4 separate regions of the Mus musculus genome follow, and regions 2, 3 and 4 are each linked to region 1. A link is a contact called in public HiCAR-type, HiChIP or PLAC-seq and capture Hi-C data. All regions are on one chromosome and are shown on one strand. The core of a region is the stretch at or near the end of the contact, and the rest is flanking DNA. Distances in the headings are between cores, read along the strand shown.

Region 1 (4,401 bases), core at 571-3,070:
TGCAGAGAGAAACAGGACATTTATGGTAAGCGTTAGCTTTCAGAGAAAGAAAGCAGTTCATTAATTTACTTCACAGTTACTTCTAAGTATGTGGATGTCCCTTACTCCCTTAATCAATAGATATGATGTACAGTCAATACCCCTGCACATGAAAAAAAAAAGGCTCAGAAGTGCAAATCCCTGCACAACAAACATTAGGTCTAACTGTGCAGGTGAAATTTATGCAAAGGATGAAGCCCTACTTTGGACTTCTGCATAACCCAGGAGAATTAATTTTTGACATCTTCAGAACCTGCAATACACTTGAGAACAACCAATTAAAAAAAAAAAGTCTCCCAAGTCAAAACACATCAGTTCTGTCATCTACTCACATTTTAATCAATTCCCCTTTAGTATTAGACTTCTGAGAGTCTTCCTAACAGGGTAAAATAGGAATTATTGTGGTTTTAAAATGCATGAATATTCAACAAGACTCCAAGGACTAGATTTTCTCCTTTCATACTGGTACTGGCCTTTTTGTGGCTTAAGAATTTCTGTTGTGGTGACCACAGAATTGTAATGACATTTCTGAAGGCAACTAATAATAAAAATAGCAAGTAAGTGACTAAAACGCAGAGAATTTGAAGTAAATGCGCATGATGACTCGAACGCACTGGTAGATGGCTTGCTCAAACCATAGATGCTCCTATAAATGCAGCCCGAAAAGCTCACCTCCATTCTTACATAAATAGTACCAACAGATTTCAGTCATTCTGATTTTTCTGTCAGAAAGGCACAGTGGGGTTACCTGAGAAAACTTATAAACTGGGTAAAATGCTCCTCAATTTCTCATCCAATGGGAGAAAAACACACCCCCTCTTACTCCTCTTTCCATCTAATCCTTTTGTAATTTTACTGCATGCCAAGGGGCAAACACACCTCCTCCAGGACGTGCACTTCCAAAGCTTGAATCCCACCTCTGGTAGAGGGTAAGGGCGGCCAGATCTAAGTAAGGACTCAAAGGCGCAGGCGCACACTTGCACCATATCACTACCCCCTTTCCAATCTTTCTATTTGACCGAAACATCAGGAAATGGAAGGTAAGTATCAAGATTTTCTTCAAAACTATACTGAAAGAGTCCAGGAAGCTGGGGGGGGGGGGTCACTCCTTTTTTTATGTTCAAAGGGCAGAGGAAGTTAGTAACTTGAAGATAGGACTTGGGGCGTTTATTTACTGGCCTCACTCAACTTCGCAGTTTCTCTATCCAGACCGCCAATCTCTTAGGCACGTACACTTTATTGTATTGTTTCGGTTCCCTACCCCTAGCTTTGGTGCTCGCGCGCACGCACACGTCGGTCTTCCCTCTCGATCGCGCGCACCCACTCTCCACCTACACCAAACGGGTGCACGCCTCTCCACACCCGGGATTGAACGTACTGTCGCTCCTGACTCCCTACGGTAGAAGGACTCAGTTACCTTACACACTTTCCAGCTCTGTCCCTGACCCCTTTTGTCACACACGTAGTTACTCGGCCCGCTCTCGGTGGTTGTACGACCACTCTCTGCCCTTGCTAGGTCACGGTTTTTGCGACCCTGCCCAGTTACCCCTCCGCTTTCTACACTGCTCTCTCCGAGGTGGGTCACACTCGCGATCATTTTTCACGCGCGCGCACACGCACACTCTGCGACACTCGCACCCCCACACTCCCGCCGGCGCCGATGACCTCACGGCGCGCGCGCCGCGCGGCCCGGCGAGGCCACAGATTGGCTGGCCGCGCCTCCGCGGCACTTCAAAGCCGGAGAGGGAGCTACAATTGTGGCGGAATGGGCGGAACTGATCATTGTATTGCACACCTCTAAAAAAAACACTGCCTCTGATTTATCAATATAAAAAAGATCCTCTGAGAGGAGGAGGGCGCTTCTGTGTGATGGCAACTTCACTTCTAGGGGTGAGTCTCAGGATCTTCTCTTGCTGGTTTAATTAGTTTCCTTTTATTGCCTATCGGAGGGGGTTAAAGTCGCCCCGGCCAGGCCACGGGCTATCAGTCTCTCTATTGAGAGCCACCACCACCCCCCTAAATACAAGTGAGTTTAGAAAAAAGAAAGGGGGGGGGGAGGAGGCAGAGCCACTTTTTTTTTTTTCAGCACAGGAAAGGTTCGTAGGGCATTGAGACCCGCCACCTCGCAGAGCCTGGCCGCTCCCTGCTCGGGAGAACTGAGCATAGCCCCTAATACACTCGACGATTTCGAAGGGGAACGCGAGTAAGTTTTTCCCTCCTGGGCATACTGCAGATTCTCCCCCTTCCCCTTAATATTTTTCCTCAGCCCGGTTTGTATTGCAGGTACGTTGAGCTCGTCTTATTTCTACCATTATAGAGAGATATATATTGAGAGAGAGAGATGAAGGGGGTGGAGAGAGAGAGAGAGAGAGAGAGAGAGAGAGAGAGAGAGAGAGAGAGAAGAAAAAAATGGAAGAGCGAGTAATGGAAGAGCCGGGGAGAAGCAACTAAGGATGGGTTGAGGGGGATCTGAAAAGAGTTTTCAAAGCTCTCTTGGGATTGCAGTGTAGTGATCTTAAACGCAATCCAGAAATTTCCCCAGGTTGTAAGGTAAAAAGGAAACTTCTCCCTCCCTAGTCTGGATTTGGACTTTCTGTTCGTTTGATCGAAAGCGTCTAGGGCTTTGTGAACACAAGAGTGCCGTCTTAGTTGAGAATTCTTGTTAAACTCTTCTTTAGCGTGGCGCTTTGCTCCAGAATCAGACGCTCGCCGCCAAACTTGTCCCCTCCTGTAGAGTAGGAGGCAGCCGGGCGCCGGGGCAGCTGGGGGTGCAGGGTAAGTTGGTGGCAGTGTGCAGCAGCTAGAGATGGGGAGCAGTGGGGCGTCTGGAGGCTACCAGGGGACTAATACACATTTCTTTCCTCCCTCCCCCACCGGCCCTTTGCCCACTACCCCTCCCCCACCCTTCTTCTCTGCTCCGGTCTCAGGAAGAACCGAGGTTGGGATCCACTCCTCTGGCCATGCTTGCTGCTACCTGTAATAAGATCGGCAGCCCCAGCCCGTCTCCCTCCTCCCTGTCGGACAGCTCTTCTTCCTTCGGTAAAGGCTTCCACCCTTGGAAACGCTCCTCGTCTTCCTCCTCCGGCAGCTGCAACGTAGTGGGTTCCAGTCTCTCTAGCTTCGGTGTGTCGGGGGCCTCCCGGAACGGCGGCTCCTCCTCAGCCGCAGCGGCGGCAGCGGCGGCAGCAGCGGCGGCCGCAGCCCTGGTGTCCGACTCTTTTAGCTGCGGAGGCTCGCCCGGCTCCAGCGCCTTCTCTCTCACCTCCAGCAGCGCCGCCGCAGCGGCAGCAGCTGCGGCGGCTGCCGCTTCCAGCTCGCCCTTTGCCAACGACTACTCTGTGTTCCAGGCTCCGGGCGTCTCGGGGGGCAGCGGCGGCGGCGGCGGGGGAGGCGGCGGCGGTTCCGGAGCGCACTCGCAGGATAGCTCCCATCAGCCAGTGTTTATCTCCAAGGTGCACACGTCGGTGGACGGACTGCAGGGTATCTACCCGCGCGTGGGAATGGCGCACCCGTATGAGTCCTGGTTCAAGCCTTCGCACCCGGGCCTTGGCGCCGCGGCCGACGTGGGCTCCGCGGGCGCCTCCAGCTGGTGGGATGTGGGCGCGGGCTGGATCGACGTGCAGAACCCCAATGGGGCGGCAGCGCTGCCCGGCTCGCTGCACCCGGCGGCCGGGGGCCTTCAGACGTCGCTGCATTCACCGCTGGGAGGCTACAACTCGGATTATTCCGGCCTGAGCCACTCCGCATTCAGTAGCGGTGCCTCGTCGCACCTGCTCAGCCCTGCAGGACAGCACCTCATGGACGGTTTCAAGCCGGTATTGCCCGGCTCTTACCCCGATTCCGCCCCGTCGCCGCTGGCCGGCGCGGGCAGCTCCATGCTGAGCGCGGGGCCCGCGGCGCAGTTAGGGGGGTCCCCACGCTCGTCCGCTCGCCGCTACTCCGGCCGCGCCACTTGCGACTGCCCCAACTGCCAGGAGGCTGAGCGGCTGGGCCCAGCGGGAGCGAGCCTGCGTCGCAAAGGGCTGCATAGCTGCCACATCCCGGGCTGCGGCAAGGTGTACGGCAAGACGTCGCACCTGAAGGCGCACCTGCGTTGGCACACCGGCGAGCGGCCGTTCGTGTGCAATTGGCTGTTCTGCGGTAAGCGCTTTACGCGCTCCGACGAGCTGCAGCGGCACCTGCGGACCCACACGGGCGAGAAGCGCTTCGCCTGCCCGGTGTGCAACAAACGCTTCATGCGCAGCGACCACCTGAGCAAGCACGTGAAGACACACAGTGGTGGCGGCGGCTCGGCGGGCTCCGGCGGCGGCAAGAAAGGCAGCGACACCGACAGCGAGCACAGCGCGGCGGGAAGCCCTCCTT
Region 2 (4,384 bases), core at 677-3,176, 2.4 Mb before region 1:
AAAACAGAAGTAGACACACAAGGAGACCTGTGTTGCAAGCCCATACTGTGTCTATGGGGGGGGGGGACGACTAGATACTGACCACCTTCGCTAGGCTGTACGTGCTGGGTCTGATTACAGAGGTGCCGTCTGTCATGAGGTACCCGGCCTAAACAAAGTCCACTTCCTGAGATTGCTGCCAGAGTCAACTTTCTGTTTTCCCCCCAAGGGCATTGAGAGGGGTCTGAAGTTTTATTATAAATCCTCATCTGAGCAATTCCCTCATAATAAGGGGGGCTAGAGGCATAGCACAGCCAGCAAGACCGAGTAATGTTGGGATCAGTACGATTGAGGACCAGGAATGCCCCTTGTATTAGGCTAAATAGGCGATTCTTGGTATCTGGGGGCATGGGAGTGGTTGGAACCCGATCCAAGGAAGGAGTGTGAGCCTTGGTCGGATAGTCTGATGGAGACCCAGGGATGGTAGGCCTGGGAAGCAGTAACGAAGGCTTTTCAACTAGAACAGGGTTAGGTCCTACTGGTTGGGTCGGGGGCTACTGAGGCTCAAACGAACCATGACTGATGACCCAGGCTTTCCACTATAGTCATAAAAAACTAATCCCCACCGCATGCCCCTTATCCATGCCTTGATGTCATATTTTTTTCCTGTGTCTGTAAATTTGATCAGTACTCTGTCTAAATCATCGGGGCGACAGTCAGCCCTTTTATACAGTTCCATTACGGTGTGCTTTCCAGGCCCTGAGTTCTGAAAAGAGAACTCAGCCCTGTCAGGAACATGACCACTAGCCCATTTCCAATCACCATCGTTGGAAGTAACACAATTCCATTGGCCACAATAATAGGAGGCTGACCCTCCGCATAAGGACCACTTGCTGTGCTCTGGGCAGCAGTAGAATCCATAGCTTCTTACTAGATTAGGGGGAGTGCTTCTAGCAGCTGGAATTATCTGTTTGAGGCAGAAGGCTAGGTCTGGCCACCATGTCCCTGGCGGCGCTGTTTTGGAGGTGGTAAACAAGACCTGATCCGAATCAGGACCGAGAACTTGCCAAGTTAGAGTCAGAGGCTGGTGTGGGTTGTGGTTCTTTAGGCCCAGGGTGACTCCTGTGACCCAAGCGAAGCTTAAGAGGATTGTCAGTGGCTGCCACCATCCAGTTGTCTTCATCTTGGCTGGGTGCCTTTTTGACGTGGGAGGCATGGATCCAAGCAGCGATCCCGTCTACTTTTACTGCCGTGGGGGTGGTCAACAGCACCAGATACGGTCCTTTCCACCGGGGCTCAAGCGTGCCAGTGCGATGTCGTCTGACCAAGACTGAGTCTCCAACCTGGAACCCGTGAGGCACTGCTATGGTTCCCGGAGTGTAGGCTTCTCTGATCTGGTTGCAGATCTGTGTTTTAACAACCTCTAGGGCCTTTAGGTGAGCAAAAAGAGCAGAGGGTGAGGATGAGTCAGTGCCAAGATCCAATATCCCACCTGACTCAGTTAAGGGAGGCGGTCCCCCAAAGAGAATCTCATAAGGGGTAAGACCGAAATGTCCAGGAGTGTTTCGGACCCTGAGGAGCGCAAAGGGAAGGAGAGTCACCCAGTCCTTTCCGCCGGTCTCCATGACTAATTTAGTAAGGGTCTCTTTTAAAGTCCTACTCATTCTTTCTACCTGTCCTGAGCTCTGGGGCCTATAAGCACACTTAGAAACTTCCAATTAGTCCCCAATTGTGTGGCCAATTCCTGACTTACCTGGGCAACAAATGCGGGCCCATTGTCTGAGCCGATTACCTTAGGGATCCCGAACCGAGGCAGGATTTCTTCAAGAATCTTCTTGGTTACCACTTGAGCAGTCTCGGACTTGCTCTCCCTCCTCCGTCTGATATCAGCGTGACGTCTCACCGAGCAGCTGGCAAGGAACACAGAAGCAACAGCAGCGCTCCCAAGGAAGGTGGGTGTGTGTGGGCGGAGGGCGGGAAACACAGCCAGCAGCTCTGCGCCTGCGCATCCCGTGAGCGCGCTAAAGAGACTCCCGCCAGAGGCTCTGAGTCACGCCCAGGAGGCGGTGCTTGGGCCTTGGGGGCGGAGCCTGGCTGCAGAGCTGTGGGGGATATGGGCGTGGCCGGGACGGCGTCAGATCTCGTGAGAGCGGCGACTGGTGACGGGGTGGAGGGCGGGAGCGTCCGGGGTATACGCGGGTGTGTTTGAATCTGGTCCGAGCGCGGGAAACTATGGGTCTGTGGTGAGGTGAGCGCCGCGCGGTGAGTTGGGTGGGAGGTGAGTAGGACTCGGCGGCCGGCGACCGCGGCTGGGCGGCGGACACCGTCGCGGGTCTCACGTCCGCGGCCGCCATCGGTTTCGAGCGCTTGTGGAGCGGGAGGTGCTGCGGGAGGGCAGAGCGGGATCCCCCGGCTGACTGGGAAGGATCCCAGACCGAGAAGCGGGGCTCGCCAGGGAGGATCTCAGCCTGGAACCCGGGTTCACTAGGTAGGACCTCAGACTAGGACGACCCCGGGAGAGGGCCCGAGTGTGACTGGCGAGGACTCCGGAAAATGACCTGCGCACAGTAGGGAGGCTCTCAGGCAAGGACCTGATGCAGACTACGGAGGACCGGGGACGCAGACCTGAGTCTGACTAGAGAAGACCCCTGAGAAGGAGCCTGGGTGAGTAGGTAGTACCAAAGACCTGCACCCGGGTTGACTAGCGAGAACCCCAGCCCTGACCAGAGAATGACATGGAAGATCCTGGCACGGGGCTGGGGAGCTGACTAGGGAGGACAGCAGTGTTGACACTTAACTGGGGCCTGACGTGGTGGTGAAGACGCTGGATTTATTCTTGCACTGACATAAGGGAGGAACCCGAACCTATACCTAGGACTGATCTAGGGAGCAACTTAGTTATGAACTAAGGAAAGAGAAAAATCAAGATACGGAGTCACGGTTTGTAAGTAGCATATGTAGACATTATATGGCATACTAAGTTGCCAAAGACATGTACTTAAGTAAACAAAGTGACCATAATTAGTAAAGTGGTGATACTGGCAACCCACCTTTCCCTCTCCATTTTATTCATCACAAAAAAGTTATGGTTCACAATTCAGCCATTTGAATCGGGGAATGAAGTGGCTATATTTAAAATTTACTAATATGAGGAGTTGTCAAATTGAGGTTATTTTCTACTTTTATTCAATTTAGAATAGGAATGCATATTTATTGTGATTCACACTCTATAATTAATGCCAATAATTCTCCATATTGCTGTATTTCTAAAGGTATGAGAGATTTTCAAATTTATTCTTAAGATGAGAAGACCTGTTGCAAATATCATTTGTTGTAACTGTATTGTTAGGTTTTTGTTTTGAGTATGTCATCGTAGCACCAGGTGTAAAGGTAAAATAGGATGGCATTTTACCTGGGAGATCACATGTAGGAAGAAGAATGAGCAAGGTCCCCAGAGCTCTCATTATCCTGTAGGTGTGCAGAGGAGGGGAGGGTGCTGGAGTGGGGCACAGATGCACTGCCTAACAAGCTCCCAGGTGACCTCAGGGCTGTTTTTGTGGTTTTACTTCCAAGTCTCTCTCTTGAAAAACAAGAGAGAATTGTTGGGTGGGATCTTCTTGGAGGAATGGGACTTTAGAAGTGGAGTCTGCAGAATTCAGATGTGGAGATGAGCCTGACCCTATTGCATAAGTCAGGTCTTTCTTCCCAAGCCAGCATCTAAAAGGCTAAACGTAAGAGAAAGTAAGATTCCTGAGGCAGTTTTAATTTCTTGTTGCTTTCATTGTAGTTACATTGATAATTGGTGATCACATAGATGTTTTGTTTATAACATCATCAGATTTTTTTTCAGATTATTGCAGTTTTGTATCATAGTGTTATAAACTGTCTTCTGTAGTGGTATAAAGTTTCTTGAATGTTTGTATTAAATTAAAACTTACGGGACATTTTGCACATTTACGTTTTGGTCTGATTGTATCTTACTAGGGTTGTAAGGCTCCCTTAGAACAGTCACATCCGTCATGGAAAAACGTGAGGCGTTCATCCAAGCAGTATCTAAGGAGTTGGTTGAAGAGTTTCTGCAGTTTCTTCAACTTGATGTAAGTTATGTGTTTTACTTTTATTGTAGTTTGACCCTGGATGTTCTAAAATCGTGTCACCGAGTAAAATACAGTTCTCTCAATGAATGTTTATTTTTAAAAAGCTAGGTAAATTCTTTAGAATGAAATGGGGCTGAGTTAAAAAGTAGAAGATAAACAGAAGTTATCCAAAGAGCCCATGGATCAGAAGGAACTCCCTAAGACTAGGAGAAGGCTGGCTGTGTTTTAACCTGAAGAGTTTTGGCAGGTCCAGAGTGCAGTGATGGATACAATGGAAAAAGTAGGGATGATGAAAAGCTGAGTTACTT
Region 3 (4,295 bases), core at 339-2,838, 2.6 Mb before region 1:
TCAGGGGGAAGGGATGCCTCAGCATGGGCCTGCAGAGGGACACTCTTCCCCCACACCACACCGCACCCCTACCAAACATATCCCTGGCTTCTTTTTCTTTTTTATAAAACACAACAATGGCAGTTCTAAACATTTATGCACCAGACACAAGAGTGCCTATGTTCATAAAAGAAACACTACTACAGATAAAAACCACAGTGGTAGTGCATGGCTTCAATACCTGACTTCCATCCAGACAGGTCATCCAAAAAAAAAAAACTAAACAGAGAAGTTGCTGGAGTTTAAAAAAGCAAATGAAAAAACAAAACAAACAAAAAATATCGTAAGTCAAATTGACAGACAAACACACACACAAATATCCCACCCAAACTCTAAAGAATATTCTTTCTTTTCCAAAGCTCATGATCACATATTAGAACACAAGGCAAGCCTCAATACATATAAGAAAACTGAAATAGCACCCTGAATCCTATCTGACCACCATGGAGTAAAGCTGAATATCAACAATACCAAACAAACTCATGGACACTGAACAACTTACTACTGAATGAAAATTGAGTCAAAACAAAAATCACAGAGGAAAATAAACTTTTTAAAACTGAATAAAAATTCAACATAGCCAAACCTACAGGGCACAATGAACACAGTTTGTAAGACGAAAGTTCATAGCACCAAGTGTCTCCACCAAAAAACTAGAGAGGTTTTATATTGGTAATTTCATGATGCACCTGAAAGCCCTAGAAAAACAAGAAGAAATAATAACCCCAAAAGAGTAGATGGCACAAAAAAAAAAAAATCAAACTCAGGACTGAAATCAAAGAAACTGTAACAACACAAACCAGTACGAAGAATCAATGAAACTAAAGAGCTGACTCTTTCAGAAAGATCAACAAAATGGGCAAACTTTTACCCAGTAAACTAAAAGATGGAAAGAGAAGACCTAAATTAATTAAAGCAGACAAGGGTCCTTTATAATAGACGCTAAGGTAATTCATAGGATTTATCATGAGTTGTTAATAGGGCCATAAGGACATACTTTAAAAACCTGTATTGCACCAAACCGGAAAACCTAAGAGATGGATTTTTGATATAAACGACCTACCAAAGTTAAAGTCAACAACCTTCTACCTTAACGAGACTCATGTTTCACCTTGCGGCACTTTTTTTTCAGGAGTCCTGTGCCTTCCTGAAGTTGACACTCAGCCTCGCCTCTGGATGAGTCCAGAAACTCCTCCACAAACCGCACCTGGAGCTAAGAAGTGAGAGGCAACAGCAGAGCTGAGACCTCGACCCAAACTCCGCCTCCAGCTCTCTCCTAAGTGCAGGCCCAGGAGGAACCCGATCTCCATTGCCAAGAAAGAGGGGGGTAATGGGGGCGCGGGCCGGACCAGGCTGGGCCCCGCGGCGCACCGACCTTCCCAGGCTCCATCGCTCCTCGAGGCCGGGACAGCCGCGTGTCCTCGGCCCAGCAGGCGCGGGCCACCGGAGGAAGATAAACCCGCCGTCGCTCAGCTCTACCAGCCAGCCAGGCCTGCTGCGACTTGGGTCCCAGGAGGGCCGGCGTCCCCGCCTCCTAGCAACGGGCCGAAGGCGCTGGCCCAGCATGCCCCGCGGCCGTCCCCAGCACGCGCGCCTGCGCGCCCGTGTTTTCTGCAAACACGCAGGAGCCTTTTCTTATGTCTTGAGTTTCTTTGTCTGATCCTTCTTTGACCCTCACAGTTGACAACGAGAGATGGGAAGGAAACGGTGATTGAGCTTTATACTTGAACAAGGCTTTGCCTCCTCAACTCACACCCTATAGACTGTCTTTTCATGAAAATCATTTGTGGCCAACTGCGGCAGCGCACACCTTTAGTTAATTCTATTACAATGGAGACAAGGCAGAAGGATCTTTGTGAGTTCAAGACTAGGCTGTCTGCCTAGCGATACTTAGGAAGTATCTAGATCGTATGTTAGCATTCTGAGCTTTTTCTGCAGATGAGAAGTTTACTATTCGCACACTTTTCTAAGTTACATATTACTGTAACCCACGTTAGAATTTGACTTTCCACTCACTTAACACCACACAAAGGTCACTAAGCCAAATCCTTGTCATACAAAAGGTACTAACATACATTAAGTCTTTCATCTTTGCTTAAGGTCTATTATCTTTGTTTCTACTAATCCAGTACATTTCTTAGAGGGAAGGTAATCTTGGTGTTGGCTGTGGTTTATTTTGGTCCAGTTCTTACAGAATTTTACTGGTTCTTGCCTATGGCCATTTCTGCCTCATGAGCACTGAGGTTAGAAGCAGGCTGCCCCATCTGACTTTTACGTGGGTGATGGTGATCCAGACCCTGGTCTGCGTGCTTGCATGACAAATGCTTTATCTACGGAGCTATCTCCCCAACCCCAGGAGCTACATTTTCAAAAGTTGAAAAAGGTTAAATTTAATAGTATATTTTACCAGAGACAGGCATAAACTGTTATCACTTTAACGTGCAGTATATATTTGAAGTATTAACGTATTTTTAAAAACTTGTAGTGTCTTCAAAATTCTTTACTTACAGAATATGTCAAGACTAGCCACCTCCCAAGTACCCAAAGCCCACATGTGATTAGAAGCTTCTTTAATGAGCAGAGCACACCTGTAACAAAGGGTCTGGATTTCATGACTGGAGAGATGGCTAGAGATGAAAAGGGAGGTGTGTGCAAATTTGTGAAGGGTATTGAATGTCATGACACAAAACTTCTTAATGTGAAGCTACAAAGCATTCAAATGGGAGACAGGTGCTATAGTTGGATGTTGGGATAGGTTCATGGGGAAAGAATAAAGTCAGGTAATGAAGGGGAAGGATCGAGTAAGGAACACCACTCTCTGCTCACTGCAGTCGCCTAAATATTCACACACTGTTCAGATGCATGGCCTGCCTGGGAGATGGATCCTTCACCCTGTCCATTCACTCTTCCCAAACATTCCTGTGTTGGTCCAGCACCACTTTCCTACAGATTTAATTCAAAGTTTATAACTTATGTACTTGTTGCTATCCTCCGTTCTCTTTTGTGTATAGTCTTCATTTTTAATTTCCATGTCCCTAATTAGATTATACACTAATTTATAATTTCACATTATTATGGATACAAACAAAGCCTTTTTATTTCACAGTGAAAACCAACTTTGTTACAAAACTCAGTACCTTTCTCTCACATCTCTCTAGGCTTTAAAGTCACATGTGGCATTGGCAGGATGTCTTTGTATATTGGTGTTCCATAAAGACTACCTATATTGTTAACATAAGCTAGGTATTTATACAAAGCGGCAATGAGACAGAACAGCATCAGTATCCTACCCTTCCCCAGGGTGTACACTTCCTTTTCTTCTTTCCACCTTTGATAGTTGGAACTACTTAGGCTAGTGGAAAGGCTGGACTGAGTCACCCTTTCTCTAGGCTTAGCTACTGGAGATAGCTGCCACACTGGAGCATAGCCAGGCTGCCAGATATGCCTCAAGAGCTATTCCAGAGGACTACTCAAGACCTTGGCTATATCTGATGCCCTGTGACTAGTTCAGTTCAGGAGTCTTTACGATGGCTACAGCAGCTTCGGGTGCCCTGAAACTTTCCTGAATTGATATCACTCCCCTACCTCTACAGCCACTCTGAATGTTCCACTCTGATACTCAGACAGAACAAGCATCAGGCCCAGCATGCCTAGGAAGATGGGCAACCCTCTGCTAGAGACTCCTTCAGCAGCAGAAAGGAGACTGCATGTATGCCCATGTCTTCCCTTATTGTCTGCACAGGCAGCTCTGTTCTCACTCACTCTCCTCAGGTCAGTCCAGACAAGCCTCCATCACACTTGCTACTCTCAGCAGCGTAGTATATTGTACTGTGCTGCAGCATAAATCTTAATAAAGCTGCTTTCCCACAGTTTTACTTTTCTTACTTAAATGTCTAGAGCAGGCTGAGAGAATTATATTGAGAGTCAGTAACAAAAAGGGCTGCTATCTCTTGAGAACAGTAAGAGAACAGAGCGCTTCCAAGTTCTCTGAGAAGCTGTTGAGAGAGGTGCTAACCCTTATCTGCTTTGGAGAGTGCTGACACTACAAGCTGAGTCTCTAACACTCAAAGCCCAGAACTGTTAACAGCAATGTAGCTGCACTTTACTTGTGCATGATCCCTATCAAAACTGAACAAAAAAAAAAAAAAACTCTCAAGCAGTAAGTTAGGTTGACTGTGGAGCCCAAATACCTGTTGCCAAACACTGTCATCAGTCTCATAGCTCCACACTGCCACCTCAGCAGCCTAGGTGTTCCA
Region 4 (4,336 bases), core at 17-2,516, 2.6 Mb before region 1:
CCCAGGATAACTTGGCTCTGAATCTGCAACATTCCACAATCATAGTCGTGGAATTATCCTCCTGGAAAATTTTCTTAAAAATTATGCCTCTGTGTGTGTGTGTGTGTGTGTGTGTGTGTGTACAGGCGATTGTGAAGACCAGAGGTATTAGATCCCATGGAGCTTTAGATACAGGTGCATGTGAACAGCCAGATGTGGATTTTGGGAATTGACTCAGGAATTGGGTTCTCAGGTGCTGGGCCATCTCTCCAGCTCCTCTTTAGCAAACTTTAAAGCAGATGTCTTTTTTTCTCTTCTCTTCCCTTTCCTTACTTCCCTTTTTTCCTTTTTCTTTTTTGCAAGCTTCACATATGTCCCCTCAGATGTCCCCTAAGAGTTTGGCCTTGACGGGGGTAGGGGGTGGTGGACCCTGGCTGCCTTTTTTTTTTTTTTTTTTTTTTTTAAATCTTCATGACAACTGTGCTTTCCTAAGCTCACTGGGGCCATTTTGTTTGGGAAGTCAGACCTGAAGGAGTACTAGACCCAGAGGCGCCACCACACAGTAAGGCCTCAAGGTAAATTTTACTGCAGCAGGCGCAAAGTTCTCATTCCACAGAGGCAGGCCCAGGAGCCATCCTCTCACCCTAGGAACCTGCAAGTTCAAGTTCTCCGCCAGGGAGCTAGGACAGGCAAGAGGTTGGCTGACGAACGCCGAGCTCTCCGCTAAGCTGGAAAGGACTCAGCCCGCTAGCCTTCCCACTAGTCAGGGCCATTGCTCCCTTCCAACACCCGCGGAAGCCACACCTCCCTCTCCGGCCGTCCCTGCGAGCCAAGTCCGGGTGTGTCCCCCTGGCGCGGCGCCCACCCTCCGAGGGCGCAGACCGAACCGCCCTCACAGGTTAGGGGCGGGGCCTGCCTGGCGTGATGGCTTCGCCTGCAGCCCCTTCTTGGTGTAACGACCGGAGAGTAGCAGCACAGCAACCCCAGCGCAGAGGCGGGTCCGACCGCGCGATGACACCAGGCACAGACCATTCGCCGCCGGGGGATCTTTCCTGAGGGCGCGGACGAGGGAGCGGGATCCGGTTGGCGACTGACACGTCGCCCCGCCCTAGATTCTTTCAGGGTCGGCTGTCTCTGAACAGTGGATCCCAGTGAGGAAGAGTCGGGCGCATGCTGATTGCGTCACCAAACCACGCACTCAGCCCGAGCAAGCCCCTCTCTGGGAGAGGCCTCGGTGGGGGAGGGCCCTGCGCACTGTGATGACGGCAAGTCCCGCCCGTTTGAGGAGTGGAGCGGTGGAGCCCGCGGTCCCCCTCAGTGGGGCGCTGGCGCGCGGGCTAGAGCGACCTGCGGTCCGTGGGAGAGCCGCGCCCGCCTCGGCAGGGAGGAGTGCTCAGCGCGGCTGGAGATGAGTAGCGCGGGGGGCGAGGGGCCGGAGGCCGGTCCTGGCCGGGCTGGGGGCCGCTCCGAGCCCGAGGCCCCGGGCAGCGCTCTGAGTGTGGACTTGCCGGGGCTGCTGGGGCAGCTGGCGCGCAGCTTCGCGCTGCTGCTGCCGGTGTACGCCCTGGGCTACCTGGGGCTGAGCTTCAGTTGGGTGCTGCTGGCGCTCGGGCTGCTCGCCTGGTGCCGCCGGAGCCGCGGCCTCAAGGCCAGCCGCCTGTGCCGCGCGCTGGCGCTGTTGGAGGACGAGGAGCAAGCTGTGCGCCTGGGAGTGCGCGCCTGCGACCTGCCCGCCTGGGTGAGTGTTGCCCCCCCAGACCTGAGCGGAGTCAGGTCCGCACCACCCTTCTCCCCTTCTCAGTGACGGGTGGGGAACTCAAGCCCCAGCCCGAGTGAAGTGTCAGCCACCGCTTGTTCCGAATCTCCGTCCGATCCGGGATCCGCACAACCAGGATCCCGGACCGAGTCAGGTGTGCGACCTTACTGCTGTCTGCCTCTCCTGCTGTAAACTGCTGTCTGCTGTCAGCACTCTGCCCACCTGCTTTCCTCGGGAGTTCTGGCCACTGTGGCCCACCCCGGCTCTGAGCGACGGTCTGCGTCCGAGTCTCACTTGTGTCAGCGCACCGCCTCCCCCACCTAAGTCAGGTGTCCTTATTGCTGTCCCCACCCTCATCCTGGGCGAGGTGTCCTGGTCATTATCTGCTCCGAGAGTGTCCGCTCTCAGTCCTCTTCCTGGCTTTCAGTCCTCCTCGCCCATCGCTAGCAAAGTGCGCAGGTAGTGAATACTTCCTAACTTGGCAGAACTGGTCATTGTTAGTTGCTGGGCCTCTTCCTCCTCTCATGCTGGCAGTGACTACCGCCCAGAAGCACACTTGGTGGGCGATGAGATCTCAGTTGTCCAGAGCGATTCTGTAAACCTTTTGCAAGCATGGCGCTGCAGGCCTGGAACCGTCCAGATTCTCCTTTCTGATTTAAAAAGTAGTGACAGCCAATATGGGGAGAAGTTAATTAAAAAAATCAGGAAGACTCATTCATTTCTTAGTTGTGTCTAACACGATTGAAGTGTTCCTGAAAAGCTTATGTTAGAAGAATTGAAATGTTTGTTTCATTGTTTAAAATACCAGAGGGAAGACTAGGCACTTTGATATGATCATTTAATATCCAGGATCTAACATATATAGAGGGAGATTTTGAAAGTGTTAACAGTAATGATAAGTTATGGTATTGATTATTTTTTCCTAAAATTGCTTTTTACTTATTGAGTATTTGAACCTATTGGAGAAGGCATTATCATCTTTTTCTCTTCACTGTCTTTCTTAGCAAAGAGTTAGTGTCATAGTTTCAGATAGAAGGAAATAGTGCATATTTTAAGATAAATGTTGCACAATGTTAGGCTTGATGTAAATGTCTGTGGAAGTAGGTAGTGGTAAGTTTTGAAAGGTAGAAAGAAGGAATTTAAATGGAGAAAGAACTTGGAGAATGTTCCTCCTTTCCAGCTAGGAAACACCTGTGAAATATGGCATGGACTATGTGGAACAAGTATCAAAAAACAAGAATTAAAGAGGAAGAGTTCCCTAAACCAAGAGGAACATAATAGGTAGCGCTTCGTGATGACAGTTAACAACTGAAGTTAGAACTGTAATGGTGAAGCACTTTTGAAACTTAAAAGACCTGCAGATACATAGTGAATGTATAGGACAGGAGTGTTTTGGAAAATGAAAGTAACTGATATGAGATACCATTTAGCTAGCAGTAAAGGAATATAAAAAAACAGGAAGTTAGAGTAGCTAAGGTGAGAACAAACAAGAAACAGTGGTATACTGTAGAATGCAGTAGTGGTGTCTTGTGTTTCTGCCACACTAAATTAAATGCTGCCAGAAAGCTGGTTAAAAACTAGTAGTTAAATGACCAATAAACAACATAAGTAAGACTGAAGTCTTCAGGAGCAGGGTGGTGCTGACTTCCAAAAATACTTAATTATTGAGCAACTGATATAAACTAGCTTTTAAAACACTGTTTGCAAAGTGCAAATGTTTTCACAAAGGAAATAAAATACAGTTGCTGCCATAATGAGCCAAAATTTTAATGGAATAAAAAGATAATTGGTCAGTTTTCTTGTTTTTATTTTTGTTTCTAATTGTTTTTTGTTTTTTAGTATTAGGGTCAGACCTAAGGCTTCCATAGCAATAGTAAAGTGGTCTACCACTGAACTACATTAACAACCCCGTGCAGAGTTTTGTTTGTTTGGGTTGGTTGTTTGGAGACAAGGTTTCCTCAGCTACAGTGGTGGGACTACAGATATGTGCTAACATGCTTATCTAGTTCCTGGGGTTTCTGGATGTTGATTTGATAGGTTGTCTTGAAAGTGATGTACATGCCAAAGACTGTAATGTACATTGATGACTGTGACTCATTGTGGAGTAGAAACATGAGAAGATATGAGCTAGTATGGTACCAACTTTCAATTTCCACCGTTAGATAAATTCACCCACAGTTTTTTCATTTTATTTAGCAAAATGAAAATTTAAGGTGGACATGAGGATAGGGACAATGCTGCACTTTTATTTTCATTTGAAAACTCAGAACTTGGTAGAATAAAGTGTGATTCTTTTCTGTTTTTACTACTGCCAGTGTATACTGATGTTATGGCTGTAGGCATATGGCATAGAAACATCAACCTCTTGTGTACATTGTTGCTTAGCTTGGTGAAAGTTGTTATTTTTTTTACTCATTGTGTGGATTACTAAGAACCAAAACAATCCAGTTTCTTTGGATATGTTCTCTTATTGTGTACACCTTTAGAGGGATAACTTTCTTCCCAGTGTTTTGTTGTTGTTGTTGTTGTTGTTGTTTTTGTGAAAGTTTAGGAGAATGTAGCTTTAGCCAACATATAATATCTATAATTTAAGAACAAAGT

Evidence for each region. HiCAR-type assays count read pairs that join an accessible place to other places. HiChIP or PLAC-seq counts read pairs in DNA pulled down with a chosen protein or histone mark. Capture Hi-C pulls out chosen DNA fragments and counts their contacts.
Region 2: a contact with region 1 is called in a capture Hi-C map of embryonic tail, with 14 times the contacts expected there. The contact joins the promoter of D430020J02Rik here to the promoter of Sp8 in region 1. A contact is called at or near these places in 1 of 39 promoter capture datasets (pre-B cells), 1 of 115 datasets of contacts at active chromatin or transcription factors (stem cell-derived neural progenitor cells) and 1 of 9 other capture datasets (embryonic tail).
Region 3: a contact with region 1 is called in an H3K4me3 HiChIP or PLAC-seq map of embryonic forebrain, with 4 times the contacts expected there. The contact joins the promoter of Wdr60 here to the promoter of Sp8 in region 1. A contact is called at or near these places in 4 of 39 promoter capture datasets (cranial neural crest, hippocampal neurons, liver and 1 more) and 1 of 115 datasets of contacts at active chromatin or transcription factors (embryonic forebrain).
Region 4: a HiCAR-type map of astrocytes shows a contact between it and region 1, with 5 times the contacts expected there. The contact joins the promoter of Esyt2 here to the promoter of Sp8 in region 1. A contact is called at or near these places in 4 of 39 promoter capture datasets (cranial neural crest, hippocampal neurons, liver and 1 more) and 2 of 115 datasets of contacts at active chromatin or transcription factors (astrocytes and embryonic midbrain).

What each region holds. Positions count from the first base shown.
Region 1 is chr12:118,845,413-118,849,813 of GRCm38.p6, forward strand. It overlaps Sp8 (trans-acting transcription factor 8), which reads left to right and starts at 1,821. Exons shown (of 2, transcript NM_001379379.1): 1 at 1,821-1,929; 2 at 2,967-4,401. The coding sequence starts at 1,909.
Region 2 is chr12:116,403,235-116,407,618 of GRCm38.p6, forward strand. D430020J02Rik (RIKEN cDNA D430020J02 gene) reads right to left here and starts at 1,927. Exons shown (of 2, transcript NR_028421.1): 1 at 1,733-1,927; 2 at 1-1,409. Ncapg2 (non-SMC condensin II complex, subunit G2) reads left to right here and starts at 2,202. Exons shown (of 29, transcript NM_133762.4): 1 at 2,202-2,227; 2 at 2,468-2,643; 3 at 3,964-4,076. The coding sequence starts at 3,999.
Region 3 is chr12:116,261,437-116,265,731 of GRCm38.p6, forward strand. Wdr60 (WD repeat domain 60) reads right to left here and starts at 1,589. Exons shown (of 22, transcript NM_146039.3): 1 at 1,415-1,589. The coding sequence starts at 1,429.
Region 4 is chr12:116,279,956-116,284,291 of GRCm38.p6, forward strand. It overlaps Esyt2 (extended synaptotagmin-like protein 2), which reads left to right and starts at 1,267. Exons shown (of 22, transcript NM_028731.5): 1 at 1,267-1,717. The coding sequence starts at 1,388.